Linked DNA regions of Mus musculus: all the other regions are linked to region 3. Evidence: chromatin contacts called from public HiChIP or PLAC-seq and promoter capture Hi-C data. All regions are on one chromosome and are shown on one strand. The core of a region is the stretch at or near the end of the contact, and the rest is flanking DNA. Distances in the headings are between cores, read along the strand shown.

Region 1 (3,312 bases), core at 354-2,853, 170 kb before region 3:
TTCATTTTGCCCTCCCAGCTCCTGGGCAAGGCCTGTTGCTTTCCTTAATACCTCAGGTGTGTTCTGGGAACTACTTTAACCCCTATCTACCCTCTCCCTCTCTCTCCTTTTTTTTTTTTTTTAAGATTTATTATTTATAAGTACACTTGTAGCTGTCTTCAGACACACCAGAAGAGGGCGTCAGATCCCATTACAGATGGTTGTGAACCACCATGTGGTTGCTGGGACTTGAACTCAGGACCTTCAGAAGAGCAGTCCGTGCTCTTAACCGCTGAGCCATCTCTCCAGCCCTCCCTTCTCCCTCTTATCCTGCTTCCTGCTTGAGGGGCCATTGGGCTACCTGGAAATTGTCTGCAGGTTTCCTGCTGAATTCTCTGGGAAGCCACTTCCCTAAGTGAATCACAGGGGGACTTCTAGGAGTCTCCGTGTAGCCCTGGCTGTCCTGGGACTTGCTCTATAGGCCAGGCTGGTCTTGAACTCAGAGATCTGTCTGCCTCTGCCTCCATGAAGGTATGTGCCACCACCACCACCTGGCCAGGCAGTCCCCTTTTTATCCAAACAGTTTCAGCAATTTACCAAGAGCTCTTGCTTCCTGCTTCCTCCCTCCAATTCTTTTTTTTTTAAGATTTATTTATTATATGTAAGTACACTGTAGTTGTCTTAAGATACACCAGAAGAGGGCGTCAGATCTCGTTACGGATGGTTGTAGCCCCATGTGGTTGCTGGGATTTGAACTCAGGACCTTTGGAAGAGCAGTCAGCGCCCTTAACCACTGAGCCATCTCACCAGCCCCCCTCCCTCCGATTCTTAAAAAAACAAAAAAATTCCAGGGGCTGGAAAGAAGGCTCTGTAGCTAACAGCACTGTTCTTGCAGGGGACCCAGGTTTGGGTTCTCAGCACCCAAACCTCAGACATGGTGGCTCTCAGCCATCTGTAATTCCGAACCAGGGTGTTTGAGTCTTTCTTCTGGCCTCCACTGGACACCAGACACAGCTGGTACAGATACAGACTTGCAGACAAAACATTCATATAAGCCTTTAATGTGGTGGTGGTGGCGCACGCCTTTAATCCCGGCACTTGGGAGGCAGAGGCAGGCAGATTTCTGAGTGAGTTCCAGGACAGGCTACACAGAGAAACCCTGTCTTGAAAAAAACAAAACAAAACAAAAACAAAACATTCATATACATAAATCTTAAAAAATAAAATTCCTTCTAGTCAGGCATGGTGGCACATGCCTTTAATCCTAGCACTCGGGATGCAGAGGTAAGTGGATCTCTTATGACTTCAAGGCCAATCAGAGTTACACAGTGACTCCCTGTCTAAAAAACAATCCACCCCCCCCCCAAAAAAAAAAAAAAACCAACAAACTCCAAGCCACATGTGAGGGCCTGTGAAAAGGTTTAGCAGGTACGGTACTTGTTGCCAAGGCAACCTGAGTTCAATCCTTGGAATCTATACGATGGACTTGGCTGTGGTTGGCCAAACTGAACCAGGCAGTGAACCCTCAACAGGGAAGGGAATGCCGAGGAGGCATCCCGCTGGACGCAGGACAGGATCTTCGAGTCACCCGGTTCTGGGGCTCGGGCTGGAGGCGTGGCGACCGGGAGTCGCGGGGGTGAGGGTGGGGTCTACCACGAGGTTGCGAGGGAGGAAGAGTGGGCGTAGCCGAGTGCGCCTTTGAGCTGCTTCTGCCACCTAGTGGCTCTTCTGAGCCAGGCCACCCAGCTGCAGTTTGGTGAGGCTGGGATAAATATTCACAAACAGCATCTCCAGTCCTGGTCTGTGGCCGGATTTCTCCTTGGCTAGTTGGGGACCCTGGCTTGTCCCGAATCCTCTACCTGACGCGAGGGACAAAATCCTTTCTAAGATGCAGGAAGAGCCATGTTTTTTTAGACTCACTGGCGATGTATAGAGCTGAGACTGACAACCCTACCCTATGGTGGGTGCCACCCTCACTCCCCGACTTGACGATGGCCAATGACAGATGCTGGGACCCCTGCCCGGCTTGGTATCATCTTAGGATTCGGTGTAATTCTCTAAATATATGTTGTTCTGTGTCTCCTCCAGCCTCCCTCGCCTCCTCCTGGGGGGTGGGGGGGACACGTGCGGGGGGGGGGGGGATTTGCCCTCTTGTCTCTAAGATGACAAGAGACAGCAGGCACTGGAGACCTGCTGGAGAAGGCCAACAGGGCCTGTGCATCTATCTCCTGGGTCTCTTGTCCAGCCCTTGCCTACGGGAGAAGGCGGTTTGTACTGAAGTCTTCATTGCATCATGTCAGGGCAGATGCAAGGATTTGGGGAGGGGCTAGGAGGGTGAAGAGCTTCGGGAGGGATCCAGTGGTAGTCAGATGAAGGGGGCGGGGCTGGGGCTGGGCTGTCAGGCATCCAGGGACACCTGTGTACACTCTCTGGTGCCTGCCACCTTCCCCGACTGACACCCACTTCACTCTCCAGGCCTGGCAGCCTCAGCTGCACCCGACCAGATTGCATCATGCCTGGCTTTGTTCTCACAGACAGCAGGTGCAGGAGGAGCAGCCTCTTCCCTCTCATCCTTTCCACTCCCTCCCAGGCCACCCTCCTTTCTCCCTTCAGGGCTCTCTACTTGCTATTAGAGGGAAGAAGGCAGAGTAGGCTATACCACTGTGGTCCTCAAAAAAGCAACACCAGGTGGCATAGCAGAATATGGACTATCAGAATTAAATGACAAGGTCAGAACCGTTCTCTTGCTTCTAAAGCTAAAAATAACGAGCTGAATTAATTCAACCCTTGTAGGAAGTATGAATCGTATGTGGCTCATTCATGTGGACCTAGAACTTCCTGCCCCTATTTTTGTATAATCTTTTCTACAATCCTGTGAGATGGTGCCACTGTCACCTGTTTTGTGCCAGAGTGCAGAGAGGTGACAATACAAGAAGACCACAGGGCCACTCGGGCCCTTGGACTTGAATCTTGGTCTATTTTCTTTTAGACAGACTTAAAGGACGACCAAGAGATGGTTGGGAAATTCCATGCTGACTGAGCCTGAACATTTTCTTTAAAAGGAGTCTTGAAACTGGGAACAGTGACTCATGCCTACATTCCTAGCACTTGAAGCTGCAGGAGGAGGTGCCATGAGTTCAAGATCAGCCTGAGCTTCATAGTGAGTTTGAGGCCAGCCTAGGTTACAGAGTGAGACCTTGTCTGAAAATGTTAGAAAGCCAAATGGGTGGTGGTGTGCCCAGCACACTCCTCAGGAGATAAGGGTTCCTTCTTGTCTCTTAATTTGAGCAAACAACTAATGTGAGCTACCTACTGAGAAACCTGGCTGTGCCT
Region 2 (3,381 bases), core at 852-3,351, 150 kb after region 3:
CAAGCCCAAATAAATTCTTCTAAAAGGTGTCTCAGTCATGGTGATTTTCCACAGCACTAGAAAAGTATCTAACAGATCAGCGGCAAACACCCTTGCCCACTGAGATGTCGCATAGGCCCCCAATTTTTTAATTCTCTGAGCTGTTTCTGTCAGGTGTTTTGCCACAGCAATGAGAAAAGGGACCAATGTACAAGGAAATGCCTGCCACTACCAGAGTAGACCTGGCCTCCCCGCCAATCCCTGCTGCTGCAGCTCTCTCTTTCCCTCTCCCAACCCATTCTCCACAGCCCAGGCCTGTGACTCCTCATAGCTGCAGGCATTACACAGCCCGGGCGTGGGCCTCCCCATACCTGGTGGTATTTCTTTAGGATGTTGTGCATCTCGGCCACATCCTCACTTGACACAGTCTTGATGACGAAACGCCGGTCATAGGTGGTGAGGAAGCGAGTGCCACACCTGCCCTGGCTGTCACTGTTGATAGGTGCACTGCGTGTCACTGAATTCTGAGGGGTCCAAACAGAAGCAATTGATTTTGATGAGAAACACAGTTTGTTTGTTTGTTTGTTTGTTTGTTTGTTTGTTTGTTTCCCTTCTCTTTCCCACAGTGCTAAGAGGTGAACTCAGGGCTTTGTGCATGCTGGAGAAGCACCCCCCTGCTGAGCTACCTCTCCATCCCTAAGATCCTGGCTTCAACTCAGAACTTCTACAGACAGACAAACACCGAGGCAGAGGTGCCCAGGGTGGACGTCTCCTAGCCCCTTTTTTCTTAGGGTGTTCATATCCCTGGCTGCAGTGCTTCTCCAGATAACCAGAGCTGCTCCGACCTTTGACCTCAGACGAGGCTCTGTGTTTGATGTGTGACACGTCTGTTCTCACCCCCAGAGCTGCTCTCGAAACTAGAACCGCCTCAGTGTGAGGTGACCGAGTTCTCATCTTGACCCTCACAAGCAATATGGCCTCAAGCGAGCTGCTTAAAGTTTCGACACTCGGGACACAGGGAGACAGACCAAGGGGACCACTGAGTCTCTTGGGTAACAGAACTTAGGAAAGATTCAAAAGGCCCAGCTCAGGGAGCCACGGGCATGGATGCCTCTTTCCTAGGTATTGATCCCATCACTTGAAAGGATGATGTCATCTCTCTTGCCAGTGCCTCCCTTGGGTGGGCCTGCCTCATCTGTGCATGTCGGAAGGCAATGAGAGGGGCCTGTGCTTCCGTCTCTCGTCCTCTGTCCCCCGCTATGCTCAGAGAAGCCCAGAGAGGGTGAGACATGTATATAGACAAGGGCATGTGGACTTCAGGAGGTAAGATGCAGGGGTGATCCTGCTGCCCAGGTTACTAAAATCACACCCGCTGGGACCTGTTCCCAGGGAGGTTCTTTGCCCAACCTTCCCCAATCTCATGAAGTCCTTCTTGGTCACTTAATACAACCTCACAAAACCTTCTGGAGGGGCCGGAGAGATGGCTTAGTGGTTTGAAACATCTATTCCCAGCACATAACAGTAACTCCTACTCCAGGGGAATCCGATAGCTCTGAGTGCCATGGCACTGGCTCACACATACCACACACAGACACACCCGTAATTAAAAATAAAATGACTTAAATATAAAGGCCAGGTTTGATGACACACATCTTGAATCTCAGTACTCAGGAGATAGAGACATGTGGATCTCTGTGAATTCAAGGTTAGCCTGGTCTACATAGCAGGTGCCTGGTTAGTCAGAGCTCCATGATAAACTCAAAAGACAAATGAGCAACAGCAACAACAACAACAATAACAACAACAACCCCATGGGGAACCAGCACTCTCTTCCCAGGGGCAGCAATACCAAGAGGTCGGGAGTGCTGGCATTCAGTAGTAAGGGTGCTAAATTAAAGAAGCCTGTCCTATAAGTCCCCAGCCCAAAAAAGGTGAGTAGGCTGTGTCAACCAGGTGTCCTCTCTCCCTGCCTGGCCCTGTAACAGTAAGCCAGGTGAGGATTGATACACAGCCCTGCCGCCTGCCTTGTGTGCAGCATCTGGGACTCCCGAGCACTTTGAACACATGAGCTAAGCGTCCCCTCCCTGAACAGCAGCCTTGTTGCCCTCATTTCAGCCTTGAGCACGTCATGTGCCCAAAAGGCTATTAGAGGCAGGATGCAGACACGGAGAGGATGTGGTGAGACAGCCCAGGGACAGGGGACAAACCACAGGGGAAGGAACAGAGCCAAGCCACTTGGGGTGGCAGAAATGGCAAGACATTTTCAGAAAAGCAGACTCCATTCAGGTTATGACTGGGTTCAGGGTTTGCTCTCAGCAGAGGAGCTGGAGGCGACCTCAGGACTTCTCAGCCATGGACCTTTCCTCCGGCTTAGGTCCGTCGCAAGCCTGGCGTGTGCTCTCCCCTCCTTCCTCAGGACACTAATAGCTGCCTGTGTGGCCTCCTGAGTGGGGGGAGGGGAAGGGAAGGCTCTCATCTCCAGACCCTGTGAATTCTAGCAGGTTCACAACAGAGCTTTCTGGGGTTTAGGCACTTGTTTTTGATCCCGCTGTGGTATCAGCACAGGTGACTGAAAAAGTCACTGCTTAAGGGCAAAGGAAATCTCCACCTTCACTAGCAGGCTGTGTGCCAGGAAAAGAAGGGGCTCTAAGCGCAAGGTAGAGCCGGTGCAGAGCCATGGCTGCTGAGTCAGACTCTGCTGCCCTGACTGACATTCCCCATAGGCCAGTGGCTTCTAGGACAGGATCATGCTCTGAAGGCAGCAGTCGCCCGTCCCCGGCCCACCACCGGGAAGACAGGGGGCACGCTCAGGAGTGGTGCTCTAACTTGGCAGTAGGATGATGTAGGTTGCTACCCCTGATGCCTTTCTTTGCTAATCTGTCTTACCTGCTTTTAACAGGCCTCCTTGCATGCACGCTCTATCTCAGTCAAACTACCAAGGAAGGGTTCTTCAGCCTAGACTGGGCGTGTCAGACTGACAAAAAGCTGCTCCCACACAGCAATCTCCCGCTGCTCCCCCCTCCCACCCCCCCAAAGCAGGAGCATCCTCTAAGGCTCCTACAGGCTTACCAGTCCTGGTCTGCTGGCACTAGGCGTGAGCTTGGACAGGGAGATGCAGTAGCCCAGGGACAGCTGACACTCTGACCCCTGCCCATCTTGTGGCTTCCTGACCCCCACATCTCTGAATCCCCCTGCTGTGCCAAGACAGCTCCGTACCTACCTGGTAGTCCTGGTCATCGATGCCGAACCTCTCCCTGAGGTTTCGGAACACCATGGGGCAGTACTCCTTGAACTTGAAGCGGCTGGGGAGGTTTTCCCTGGAGGAAGCAGACACAGGCTTTGTGAACCACCCTAACTCAGCCTGAGCAACACCAGAGCCTTCAAAGCGTGGCCTGGAGAAAT
Region 3 (3,694 bases), core at 525-3,024:
GTTACAAACACACACCAGCCGTGCTAGAAACCACCGTCCATCCCAGCTGCCACCAGAGATGACAGTCTCTCATCTCCACAGTGACTAGCTCTATCAGAGACATCATCATTTTTAAGACCAGCCAGAGACAGGGAAGGGAATGAGAAACTGAGGCACAGAGTTAGCCAAGCAATTGGCTCAAGGTCACCCATAGCAAAGATGACCAGAGAAGAGGAAGGTATCTTATCACCCCATCCCAAAGGGCACGAACCCTACCCAAATGAACAGCCCGATCCCTCCCTACAACTGATATCTACACAGTTTCTTCACTTCCCACCTTTATCCCAAACACCTTCTGAGAGGCTGCAGCCGGGAAGCCCCAACTGAGAACCCCATTTCTCTCAAAGCTGGGGTCTGCAGAGCCCACAGATCTGGCAACATTTAAGAGGTACTGATCCGGCTCACCTGGCTCCCCTCGGCCCCCAGGGTCCCTCGGTCCAACCTCCTCCCTGGGAGAACGGGCGCGACCCTCGGCGGTCCTCTCCCACCAGGCCAGGGCGAAGCGCCGGAGGCACTGCCAGGGCTGCATGGGGAGGCGTGGGGCTGGGGGCGCGCACCAGCAGCCACACACGCCCCACAGGGCCCTGCCAGCTGAGCTGCGGAGGCACCCGGCCGGCCCCCTCTACTGCCACCAGCATCCTGCTGCCCCCACCGACAGGACTCGGAGCTGGCCCAGGAGCTTCTGACGTAGCAGGGGGGTGCGTGGGAGGGGAGGGGGGGCCACGCGAGTCCCCTCCCCAGCCCCGCCCCTCTACTTTTCCAGCCCCCTGCAGTCCCCACCTCCACATCACCCCGGACGCCCTACCCAGCTGGGGGCGCCCTTCTTTACCCCTTGCGTCTGCAAGGGGAGGATTTAAGATCCAGAAGCCCCTCCCTCGATCCCTCCCTCTCCAGGGCCCTCCCTACCCACCACCCAGCAAGCCGGGAGCAGGTCCCCAGTTTCTGCAACTCCTGTGGAGGCTAGGAGGTCTCCAGGGCTAGGGCCTCGAGGTGCAGGGGGTGGGGTGTAGAATGCAGCTTTGTATCCTGGCAACACAACCAAACCCAGAGCGCTCTCAGTCCGCTGCTTCCCTGAGGGACTGGCACGAAGGGTCCAGCACTACCAGCCCAGCGCCTGCACCCCATTCTGAGAGCTGAGGCGGGATGTGGTTCTCTTGCATTCATCCCTTGTCCCTTCCCCCTTCAACAACCCTAGCTTCCACCTCGCATGGACCCCTCCCCTCCCCCCGACTCTCTTCGCCATCCCCCTTCACCCACCCCTCCCCCTTACATTGTAACCCCAGGTCCCCTCCCCCCGGGCACCGCGAGGCCCTTCCCGCCGGGTCCCCAGCTTCGCCGGCTCCAGACCCTCTCTGCTCCCTGCGCTCTCCCTCCCTGGCCCGTCCCAGCCCGGCGCGCAGCGGTACCCTGCCCCCCGTAACACCTGCGCCCAGAGCATCCCTCGCCCGGCCGGCCGCCGCCTCCCGGGCCCGGCCGCCGCCCCCGCCCCCGGCCGAGGGGAAAACACACAAAGAAAACAGAAATACCTTCCACTTAAGCATGGAGGCACATTAGGGAGGAGAGAGACAGGGACATGCCTTGGGACGGAGCGTTCCCCATCGGGCGGGGGCGCGGGGGGCGGGGGCCCCGGGCCGGCCTGCCTGGCGCTCGCCCTCTCGCCGCCTCGCGGGCTTCTCGCTCGGCCCCAGCCCCGGGGCGCGGTGCCAGGCGGGCGGGCCGGGGGCGCGGGCCCCGCCGGGGTGGACCAGCTTGGGAGGGCGCCGGCGGCCGGGCGTGTGGGTGCGCGCGCGCGCGGGCGTGTCACCGAGTGTGCGAGAGCGAGTGTGTGTGTGTGTGTCTCTGTGTGTGTGCGCGCGAGTGCGCGCGTGCGGCCGGCGCGGGTGTGTCACTGCGGGCGGGAGCGCGCACGATGCGGGCACGCGCGTGTGGCCGGATGGTACAAAGGGCCGCCGGGGGTGGCGGGGAGCGGGGGAAGGGAAGGGGCACTGCGCCTCCTCGCGCCCTCCAGCAGCACACCCGGATCCCGCAGCGCGCCGCCCGGACTAGGGTGCGGGGCGCGCTCACGCTCCTCCCCCCCCCCCAAACTCCACCTGCTTCCCCCACCCTCAGCGGTCCTCCTGCTGCGGTAGAGACAAATGCGTTGACCCCAGAGTGGCCTCGAAAGAGGCACCTGGGGAGGTGACTCTTTGGGTCTCCAAGCACCCTCAACGCTTTGGGACAAAAAATAAAAAAAGCACTTCGGGTTCGTTGAAGCAGGGCTTGAGGCTGGGGAGGGGACGAGAGAATCAGGGATCGCTCCAGCCAAGGTGACCTCGGAGCGCCACAGTCGTTCTACGCCTGGAGAGCCGAGACACCTACCCCCCCCCACCCCCAGTGCAGCGTACCCCTCTATGGTCGCGCCTCCTCACCTCTGCCCTTCCCCCTTCCTCAGCTACCACTGGGCCAGGGACCTGGCTCCCAGACGCCCCCTGCTGGACGTCCTCCTGGCCCCTACTTCGGATTCCTGCCCCTACCGCAGGCGTGAGCAGGTACTGCGTGAGATTGAAGAGACACTGATCCCTTCTGAAGTGGACCCCAAAGTAGGCCGTCACAGACTCTGTCTTTTCACGCCTCTTCTGGGGACACCTTTGCCATCTCCAAAGCAGCTTGTAGTGCGCCAGGAGGAGTGCCCCACCCTGGTTCACCTTACTGGGCCTACCTGCGGATGATACAAACTTCTCCATCTCCAGCTCGGACCCAGACACACGATGACCTTTGGAACTCAGGCTTCTCCCTGCTTCCTTCCCTCGGGTTCTGTGGCCAGTTCCCTCTCTCGGAAGCTTCTTTTCAAGAGAGGCAGGTGGGCTGAGCTTTCTGCCCGTTTTATTTACTCCTGGCATTCCCAAAGGCAGTTCAGATGGTCAAGAAAATGCCACCCAGTGCCTGCATCTCTTCCCTACAGGCCACCTGGCAGAATGACTGGCAGACCGGGCTCAGGAGAGGAGACCCCACCCCAAGTGGCCCAGATGACAAACCGGTTTCCCCACTTCTTGGTCTACCCAGTCCCAGCCTTAATCTGGGCTCTCCTACTTTTCTGCCCGCCCCTAGGCTTGCTTGCCTCTGAGCCAGTCCCGTGCCCAGCTAGGGGCAAGATCCCAACTGCCCCTTACAGATCAATGTCCAGTTCCACTAACTCAGGTGGCAGGGCAAGGCAGTGGGAGGGGACTCTCAGCTCCATTTGGTCATCTCAGGAGGGCAGCCAAGAGCTGTGTCCTGGACACAAGGTCTGGGCACACAACACTAAGCAGTTAAGACCCTGACTTCTCTTCTAGGCCAGCTGCTTCTCCCTCTGCCAACTGGATGGTGACCATCTTTTGGCCTCTGGGCACTCACTGGGCACCCTTCCAGCTCCCTACCTGGCTGCCTGCCCAAGATAGGCATCAGTACCCAGCGGGCCTTGTGCACAGGAGGGGGTCACAGCTATTAAGCCTTGAGTCTGGCACACACCTCTCCTCCCTTCAGACCTTCACACTGCTCTATAAGACCCCTCTGCCTTTGGGGTCTTCCCAATCCAAAATCACCCCTACCCAAGGGGCAATGTTTTCCCATCCATATTCTATGCCCATCCAAGGGGAGGAGCATCCTCAGGCTTTAGCCATGGTCTCTAATTTAATCT
Region 4 (3,652 bases), core at 524-3,023, 140 kb before region 3:
TGGCTGTCCTGGAACTGGCTTTGTAGACCAGGCTGGCCTTGAATTCAGAGAGCTCTGCCTGCCTTTCCTCCTGAGCGCTTGGATTAGGGGCGTGCACCAGCACTGCCTGGCCTGTCTGTTTTATTTTGTGAGACTAAGTCTTGCTTTGTAGCCTCGATTGGCCTGGAGTTTGCAGTGTACACCAAGATGGCTTTGAACTCAGAGATCTGCTTGCCTTTGCCCCTCAGGTGTCATATGCCACTATGCCTGACCTAGAACACTTTTGTGAATAATACTTACGTGTTTTCTGTGCTTTTGGGTTTGTAATTGTTGGATCATATAGTAATTCTACATTGATATTTTGTTTTGTTTTGTTTGTTTGTTTTCGAGACAGGGTTTCTCTGCATAGCCCCGACTGTCCTGGAACTCACTCTGTAGACCAGGCGGCTTTGAACTCAGAAATTCGCCTGCCTCTGCCTCCCAAGTGCTGGGATTAAAGGCGTGTGCCACCACTGCCTGGCTGATTTTTTTATTAATTATTTTATTCATTTACATTTTAAATGATATCCCCCTTCCCGGTTACCCCTTCACAAAGTCCCCATCCCCCCCCATGAATTTTTGATGCATTTATTTATGTATGAGTACTGTATTTGCATGACAGAAGAAGACATCAGACCGAAGAGGGCATCAGATCCCATTTCGGATGGTTGTGAGCCACCATGTGGTTGCTGGGAATTCAACTCAGGACCTCTGTATAAGCAGCTAGTGTCCTAACCTAGGCCTTGTTATTTTGATACAGGGCCTCTCATTTTTCTAGAGCCCAACAAGTAGGCTAGGGTTGTCTGGTCAGTGAACCACAGCGAACCATTTGTTTTGCCTCCCCAGCACTGGGACAACACCGAGATTACATACACACTGCCACACCTGGACGTTTTTGGGGGGGGGCGGGGGGGGTTTGAGACAGGGTTTCTCTGTGTAGCCCTGGCTGTCCTGGAACTCAGAAATCCGCCTGCCTCTGCCTCCCGAGTGCTGGGATTAAAGGCCTGTGCCACCACGCCCGGCTTTTTTTTTTTTTAACTTTTATTTATTTATTTTTATTAACTTGCTTGGGCTTGAACTTGAGTCCTTATTCTCCCAAGGCCCTTTACTGACTGAACTATTATTCCATCCCAGCAGTTTCTGAAAGCCTGCTCTGGACAAAGGCACTCTAGGGCAAATCCACTTCTGAAAAGCAGTAGCCTTCATCCTTAGGAGCTGTCTGTCCAAAGGGAGAGGCTGCAGTTTCTTTCTCCTGTCACTAGGGACAGATAGATGCAGGCCAGGTATTCCAGAGACCCCAGCCTGCCATGGGGCTACAAGCCCTTACTCACAGGGAGCTGCCAGAAGAGAGGACACCCAGAAGACCGAAGACAGCGCAGGGGTGTCTGGGTGGAGGGATTGTGGTGGGCCCTGACCCACACTGGCTGTGGTTGCCTTGGCAATGGCCTGGGTGTTTACTTTGTGGCTGACTCCGAGCTCCCTCTCTTCAGTAAGTGCTCATTTCCCACAGAGAGCAAAGACTCTGCCTTCAGCCCCGCCCCCTCGGCGTCAGCGACCTCCTGCTGGGCTCTCGCGTGCCAGCCTGGCATACTCCTCCTCTACTGCCACACTTGGGGTCTCATGTTGTCCATTCCCAGAGGGCCTAGAGGCCAGGTCTGTGGGCCTTCTTCCCCCTGTGAGGGAAGGGAGTGTGTCTCAGCCAATAAATGCCTCGGGTCAGCTGTGGGCGGAGCTACGGTGCCTCTGTAGGTCAGCAGTGGGAGGGGCCATGATGGCAAGTTCTGCATGTGCCTTGTCACTGTGTCTTGTGCAAGCCTAGCTGAGTAGCTACGTGGCTGGATATTAAACAGCTTGCATTTTCAAGCTCCTACTGTGTACCCTGGGTCGGTGCTGAGATTTTCATTTTTTGTTTTTGAAACGGTTATGCTATCCTCTAACTGTCCTGCTTCCTCAGTTGAAAGTACAGACAGGTACTATCACACCCTGCTAAGGCTTTCTTTTGTTGATTTAATCCTTCCAACATCCTTTGGGTGAAAGTTTGGACCCACCTTCATTTTGTGTGCTGACTCCTGTCTGCGATTGTTCCTTTCCCTCCTGGACAGATGGTGGTTGGGTGCCAGGCATGGAAAATACTCCCCTGCCCCCTACCTCAGCCTCCCTCTTCCTTGGCTATGACCCACTTTGAGAGGGGCAGGGATCACTGGTGTGTCACTGTGGTCTGAGAAGGAGAGCCCAGGTAGGGAAGACCTTTTGAGTCACCTGGTGCCAGCTGTCTGGAGCAGCCCAGGGTCCCCTGCTTCGCTGCCGATGTGATGCATGTCAGTGGAGGGGGTGGGAGCTTCAGCCTGCCTGGCCTGCTTGTCAACTTGGCCTGTTAGGGCATGTCAGAAGGGGCCTCTGCTCGATCGAAGCTGGGAACTGAGCTGTGAATGGGGCTAAAGGGTGGAGGAGGCCCAGGAGGCACTGCCCTGAAGGGAGGAGACTAGGCCAGGGGGCAGGCATTGTCTGTCACATGCTCCCATGGCTACCTTAGCCCTACCTCTGGATTTGTCACTGTGTGTGAGGTTGTGGGTGGCTACGGGTCTGTGTTTGATGGTGTGAGAGACCAGATGGATAATTCTCGGGGGTGGGGGTGGGGGCTCCTATTGGTCACCTGCGGTTCGGGGACCTAAGGTCTCGGAGGAGGTGCTGAGCAAGCAGAGGAAGGAAGAGCGGGCGGGCCTGACCTTGAGCCCTGTGACTCTGGCTTCCTGAGCTCAGGCTCAGCAGTGTATCTATCAGCTTCCCTCCTTCTGTCCCTGACCCTCGGGCTCTGGGCAGCTCTCCTCCCTGCCCCTGGTTCCTGGTGACTCTGCAGACTTCTTTTCCTCTGCTTTCAACCCTCGTCTCCTGGAGGGCTAGCCTGGGACAGCCCATTACCCATTACTGCTCTTCTTTGAAGTCCAGGCCCCTGACAGCATGTCAGGATTCCCCTTTGGGTGTGAGGACTGCCTGACCCGTGTCAATGAGAGCAGCTGGCTGGGCCAGAGTCTGGAGCTGGGGGACGCTGGAGGCACTCCTGACACAAGGGCCCTGCTGGCAGGGACTGTGCGTGCCTTAGATTTCCAAGGGGTCTCACCCTGGCCCATGGCACCACTCCACATGTGGTAGTTGAATGGATAACCCAGAAGGTAATGTCGAGGGATCTAGGGGGAGGGGGGTCAGGCCCTGGGATGCAGTCCTGGTATCACAGGGGTGAAGCCTTCTCTTTCTCCATCCTTGTCTTTAAGGGGGTTGAGGTAGGAGGGTGGAGGTAGACGTGGCGGTGCATGCTTTTCTTTCCAGCACCCAGGGGGCAGAGGCAGGTGGATCTCTGTGAATCCAAGGCTAGCCTAGTCTACAGAGTTAGTTCAAAGCCTCACCTCCTCAAAAAGGAGAACAGGGGATGGAGAGATGGCTCAGAGTACACAGTGTCTTGCAAGAAGACTTGAGTTTTATTCCCAGAACCCATGTGGGTGGCTTACAGTTGTCTATAACTTCAGCTCCATGGGAGCCGATGCCTTCTTCCGTCTTCCTGTGGGGTCTGTACTCCTGTGCATGTGAACTCACACACGTTAAAAATAATAAAAATAAATCCTTTTTAAAGGTGGGAGCC
Region 5 (3,675 bases), core at 679-3,178, 210 kb before region 3:
TGGGCAATGTGTAAGAGTAAGACGTAGGCAGGGCAAAACCATTAGGACCCTATATGTCACATAGAGGGTTTTCTCTCTATCCTAAGAATGCAGAAAGCATGAACAACTACAATCACAGGCTGTGGGGCTGGAGGGATGGCTCAGTGGTTAAGAGTACTGGCTGTTCTTCCAGAGGTCCTGAGTTCAATTCCCAGGACTCCACGTGGCAGCTCACAACTATCTGTAATGGGTCTGATGCTGTCTTTTGGTGTGCAGAGAAATATATGTAAATACATCTTTACAATCACAGGCTGTGAGCAAATTTCTATTTCAGAATGACCCCACTGGGCTGGGAAGATGGCTCTGTAATGTGCCTGTTCCTCATTGATTCTGGAGTTCATCAATTTGGCTAGATTGACTGGTGAGGGAGCTCCCGGGATCCACCCCACATCAAGTGCGAAGATCACAGACACATGCTGCTCTGCCTGGCTTTTATACTGTGCTGGGGATCCAAACTTAAGTCCTGATACTTGTGAGAGTCCCTGTCTGAAAAACAAAAGGGGTATAGGGAGCTGGGTGGTGATGGCACATTCCTTCATTCCCAGCACAGACATGATTCTGAATTCAAGGCCAGCCTGGTCTACAGAATGAGTTCCAGGACAGCCAGGGCCACACAGAGAAACCCTGTCTAGAAAGAAAGAAAGAAAGAAAGGAAGGAAGGAAGGAAGGAAGGAAGGAAGAAAGAAAGAAAGAAAGAAAGAAAGAAAGAAAGAAAGAAAGAGAGATGGAGGGGCCTAGAGAGCTAGCTCAGCAGATAACGGCTTGTTCTGCTCTTGCAGAGGGTCAGAACTCAGCTCTCAACACCCATGTCCAGGGACTTGGGGCAGCTAATAATTAGGTCTAGGGGATCTGATGCCCTTTCTCGGATTCTGCACACACATGTGCATACACATACATTTTTTTTAAGTGATGGAGATTATGACAGCGATTCTGATTTACATCTCCTGTACATCTATCTGTAGGTGTTACATTAGCAATGGCACAAAAACGTTGAAGGAACTCTTCCCCGTCACTGAAACCAATTCCGACTCAGCAAAGTTGCCCCCATGATTGATGATTTGATCAGGTTTTGCTTTTTCACTGTTCTCTTTCATCAACAGAGGAAAATATTAGTAAAAATTCTTGTTACAATTGCAGTCCTTGGTCACTTGTCATCATTTTGGGAAGGGCTGGGAATGAGGTCTGGTGATGGAACTGTTGCTTAGCACGTGCCACGTCTTGGATTCTATCCTCAACATGACATACACTATGACAACAATCAGTGGAAGGATGTATTTGGCCATCAGTCGTACAGAATTGGCTATTGTATATCTTCATTTCTTGGAATTGTGTATATCCATTCTTCATTTCAAATTCATGATGAGATTATGCTAACTATATACACACTCTTGTCTTCTCAAAGATCCAGTTGTTTTGGCACGGAAGAGCACACTGCAGGCTCTACAACCCATTTTCATGTAGTCATTCCACAGTTCATCGGATGCTAGGAAAGAGGATGCAGATGTAATGAAATGACTTGGCCAAGGTCACACACTCCAGGCAGCATGGACAGGACAAGACCCCCAGACAGTGCCAAGGTCCACGACCCTCTCCCAGGTCCAGACCCGGGTCCCGAGGCCTGCACTGCTCTACACAGGACGGTGGACAGGGCCCGGGCGCCCAGGAAGTGAAAAAGCAGGGGTCGGTGCCGGAGACCACGGAGGCCCCAGATGCAGCAGACGGCCAATAGCTACCAGGGCCAAGAGAAACGTCAGGCAGAGTGGAGTCCGACGCTTGCGCACCCTGGGGAAAGGGGGCGGGCCCTGGACAGGAAGTGACGTCTAGGGGCGGTCCTCGGCGGCAGCGCGCGGCCTGGGCTCGCGCTGGGCTCCGCGCGCCCCCCCCCCCCCGCCCCCTCTATGAGGCAGAGGCCGCGGCGGCCGTTAGCGCTGTCGCTCCGGGGGCCGCGGCGGGCGGGGCTCCGGCGGGGCCCGGCCTAGTCCCCACCCAGCCCGGCTCCTAGCCGCCCGCCCTCCCTCCCTTCGCCACCCCGATGCAGGGGGCCGAGCTCCGGGACGGCGAGGCGGCGGCGGCGGCCGCTTCGTACCGGGTCCTGAGCCGCCTCCTCGGCTATGGAGAGGCCGCCCCCGAGCCAGGCCCGCCGCCGCCGCCGCCGCCCCCGGGCCACAGCCATGGCCCGTCGCCGCCACCACCCTTCCTCGCGCGGCCCGGCTCGCGGGGCGCCCGGCCGCCTCAGCTGATGGTGTTCCGCAACGTGGGGCGGCCGCCGGAGGAGGAGGACGCGGAGGCGGCCCGGGAGCCGGGACCCTCGGAACTGCTGTGTCCCCGGCACCGCTGCGCGCTGGATCCCAAGGCCCTCCCGCCGGGCTTGGCGCTCGAGCGGACCTGGGGTCCCGTGGCTGGACTAGAGGCGCAGCTGGCGGCCCTGGGGCTCGGACAGCCGGCGGGGCCGGGGATCAAGACTGCCGGCGGAGGCTGCTGTCCGTGCCCGTGTCCCCCGCAGCCGCCGCCGCCGCAACCCCCGCCGCCTGCTGCCGCCCCGCAGGCCGGGGAGGACCCGACGGAGACGAGCGACGCGCTGCTGGTCCTGGAGGGCTTGGAATCGGAGGCCGAGAGCCTGGAGACTAACAGCTGCTCGGAAGAGGAGCTCAGCAGCCCCGGCCGTGGAGGAGGAGGAGTGGGTGGCCGGCTGCTTCTGCAGCCTCCGGGTCCCGAACTACCCCCGGTGCCCTTTCCGCTGCAGGACTTGGTCCCTCCAGGGCGCTTGAGCCGAGGGGAGCAGCAGCAGCAGCAACCTCCCCCACCGCCGCCGCCTCCCGGGCCCCTCCGGCCTCTCGCAGGCCCTTCTCGGAAGGGCTCCTTCAAAATCCGCCTCAGTCGCCTGTTTCGCACGAAGAGCTGTAACGGCGGCTCGGGCGGCGGGGATGGGACCGGCAAGAGGCCTTCGGGAGATCTGGCAGCTTCAGCTGCGAGCCTGACCGACATGGGAGGCTCAGCGGTCCGGGAGCTGGATACGGGGAGGTGAGATTGGCTTGGGGGTTGGGGGTGGGCAAGCGACAAAGTTCCATTTCTTGTTTCGTTTCCCTCGTTTTCCCCTACTGCCAACACGATACTGTTAGAGCTGAGCTGTGGACTTCAGGAGGAGGCAGACACTTGGGATTAAAGGTGGTGACATCTCGCATTAGGTCAGAGCTAATTGTGGAAACAGCTTTCAACTCTCGGAGAGTTCACACTCTGTGACACTTCTCAGTGGGTTAGCGTCTCTTGCTGGGGATGATCTGAAGCCCGGCCTCACCTTCCATCCCTGTTCCGGCCCCACTTTTTAAGCACCCCTCCCATGTCTGTTATTACTACCATTGCTGAAGGTTGCTGGAAATGTGTGGCCTTGGGGCCGAAAAGCTGGTGTCAATCACCTGCCTGTTATTATCTTGATCGTCTTGCTTGTTCTCTCAGTGCACCAGCCTTCACTCTCTTCGCAAGTACAAGCATGCAAATAGCCCGAGGAGTCTGGCCAGCAATTAGCTGGGCAGCTCCCTTAATATTCTGGTTGTTCCTGGATATTTGCTGTCTAAAGCCTGTGTGCTGACCACTTTCTGAATGGCGTTGTGCTGACTCTCTCACTTTCACACGGAGGTG

The links. Promoter capture Hi-C pulls out the DNA fragments that hold promoters and counts their contacts. HiChIP or PLAC-seq counts read pairs in DNA pulled down with a chosen protein or histone mark.
Region 1: a contact with region 3 is called in a promoter capture Hi-C map of pre-B cells, with 2.9 times the contacts expected there. The contact joins the enhancer-like site here to the promoter of Srcin1 in region 3. A contact is called at or near these places in 4 of 39 promoter capture datasets (the 3T3-L1 cell line, embryonic stem cells, hippocampal neurons and 1 more), 2 of 15 datasets of contacts at CTCF or cohesin (embryonic stem cells and large pre-B cells), 6 of 484 Hi-C or Micro-C datasets (the G1E-ER4 cell line, the HL-1 cell line, cerebral cortex and 3 more), 3 of 115 datasets of contacts at active chromatin or transcription factors (embryonic stem cells and pancreatic cancer cells) and 2 of 9 other capture datasets (liver and pancreatic islet).
Region 2: an HNF4G HiChIP or PLAC-seq map of pancreatic cancer cells shows a contact between it and region 3. The contact joins the enhancer-like site here to the promoter of Srcin1 in region 3. A contact is called at or near these places in 1 of 39 promoter capture datasets (liver), 2 of 115 datasets of contacts at active chromatin or transcription factors (embryonic stem cells and pancreatic cancer cells) and 1 of 9 other capture datasets (adipose tissue).
Region 4: a contact with region 3 is called in an H3K27ac HiChIP or PLAC-seq map of epiblast stem cells. The contact joins the enhancer-like site here to the promoter of Srcin1 in region 3. A contact is called at or near these places in 6 of 39 promoter capture datasets (embryonic stem cells, hippocampal neurons, pre-B cells and 2 more), 10 of 484 Hi-C or Micro-C datasets (bone marrow-derived macrophages, differentiating embryonic stem cells, embryonic stem cells and 3 more), 11 of 115 datasets of contacts at active chromatin or transcription factors (DN3 thymocytes, double positive thymocytes, embryonic stem cells and 4 more) and 1 of 9 other capture datasets (liver).
Region 5: a contact with region 3 is called in an H3K4me3 HiChIP or PLAC-seq map of embryonic stem cells, with 23 read pairs. The contact joins the promoter of Socs7 here to the promoter of Srcin1 in region 3. A contact is called at or near these places in 10 of 39 promoter capture datasets (the C10 cell line, the HPC-7 cell line, cranial neural crest and 5 more), 3 of 484 Hi-C or Micro-C datasets (cortical neurons and embryonic stem cells), 4 of 115 datasets of contacts at active chromatin or transcription factors (embryonic stem cells, large pre-B cells and pancreatic cancer cells) and 2 of 9 other capture datasets (adipose tissue and liver).

Annotation. Positions count from the first base shown.
Region 1 is chr11:97,398,863-97,402,174 of GRCm38.p6, forward strand. No RefSeq gene overlaps it. Among named protein-coding and RNA genes, the nearest start is that of Socs7, 38 kb to the left of the region's middle. Within about 2 kb of position 1,604, at least 84 of the 459 cell types and tissues checked have an H3K27ac peak or open chromatin away from gene starts, as enhancers often do. A contact at or near this core is called in the HL-1 cell line, cerebral cortex, cortical neurons and 5 more, where this site is marked.
Region 2 is chr11:97,726,355-97,729,735 of GRCm38.p6, forward strand. Pip4k2b (phosphatidylinositol-5-phosphate 4-kinase, type II, beta) reads right to left here. Exons shown (of 10, transcript NM_054051.1): 3 at 3,200-3,296; 4 at 351-503. Among named protein-coding and RNA genes, the nearest start is that of Pip4k2b, 17 kb to the right of the region's middle. Within about 2 kb of position 2,102, at least 128 of the 459 cell types and tissues checked have an H3K27ac peak or open chromatin away from gene starts, as enhancers often do. A contact at or near this core is called in pancreatic cancer cells, where this site is marked.
Region 3 is chr11:97,573,352-97,577,045 of GRCm38.p6, forward strand. It overlaps Srcin1 (SRC kinase signaling inhibitor 1), which reads right to left and starts at 1,775. Exons shown (of 20, transcript NM_018873.2): 1 at 1,617-1,775. The coding sequence starts at 1,638.
Region 4 is chr11:97,433,503-97,437,154 of GRCm38.p6, forward strand. It overlaps a transcript of Arhgap23 not described here. Among named protein-coding and RNA genes, the nearest start is that of Arhgap23, 15 kb to the right of the region's middle. Within about 2 kb of position 1,774, at least 374 of the 459 cell types and tissues checked have an H3K27ac peak or open chromatin away from gene starts, as enhancers often do. A contact at or near this core is called in DN3 thymocytes, bone marrow-derived macrophages, differentiating embryonic stem cells and 12 more, where this site is marked.
Region 5 is chr11:97,360,364-97,364,038 of GRCm38.p6, forward strand. Socs7 (suppressor of cytokine signaling 7) reads left to right here and starts at 1,929. Exons shown (of 10, transcript NM_138657.4): 1 at 1,929-3,060. The coding sequence starts at 2,072.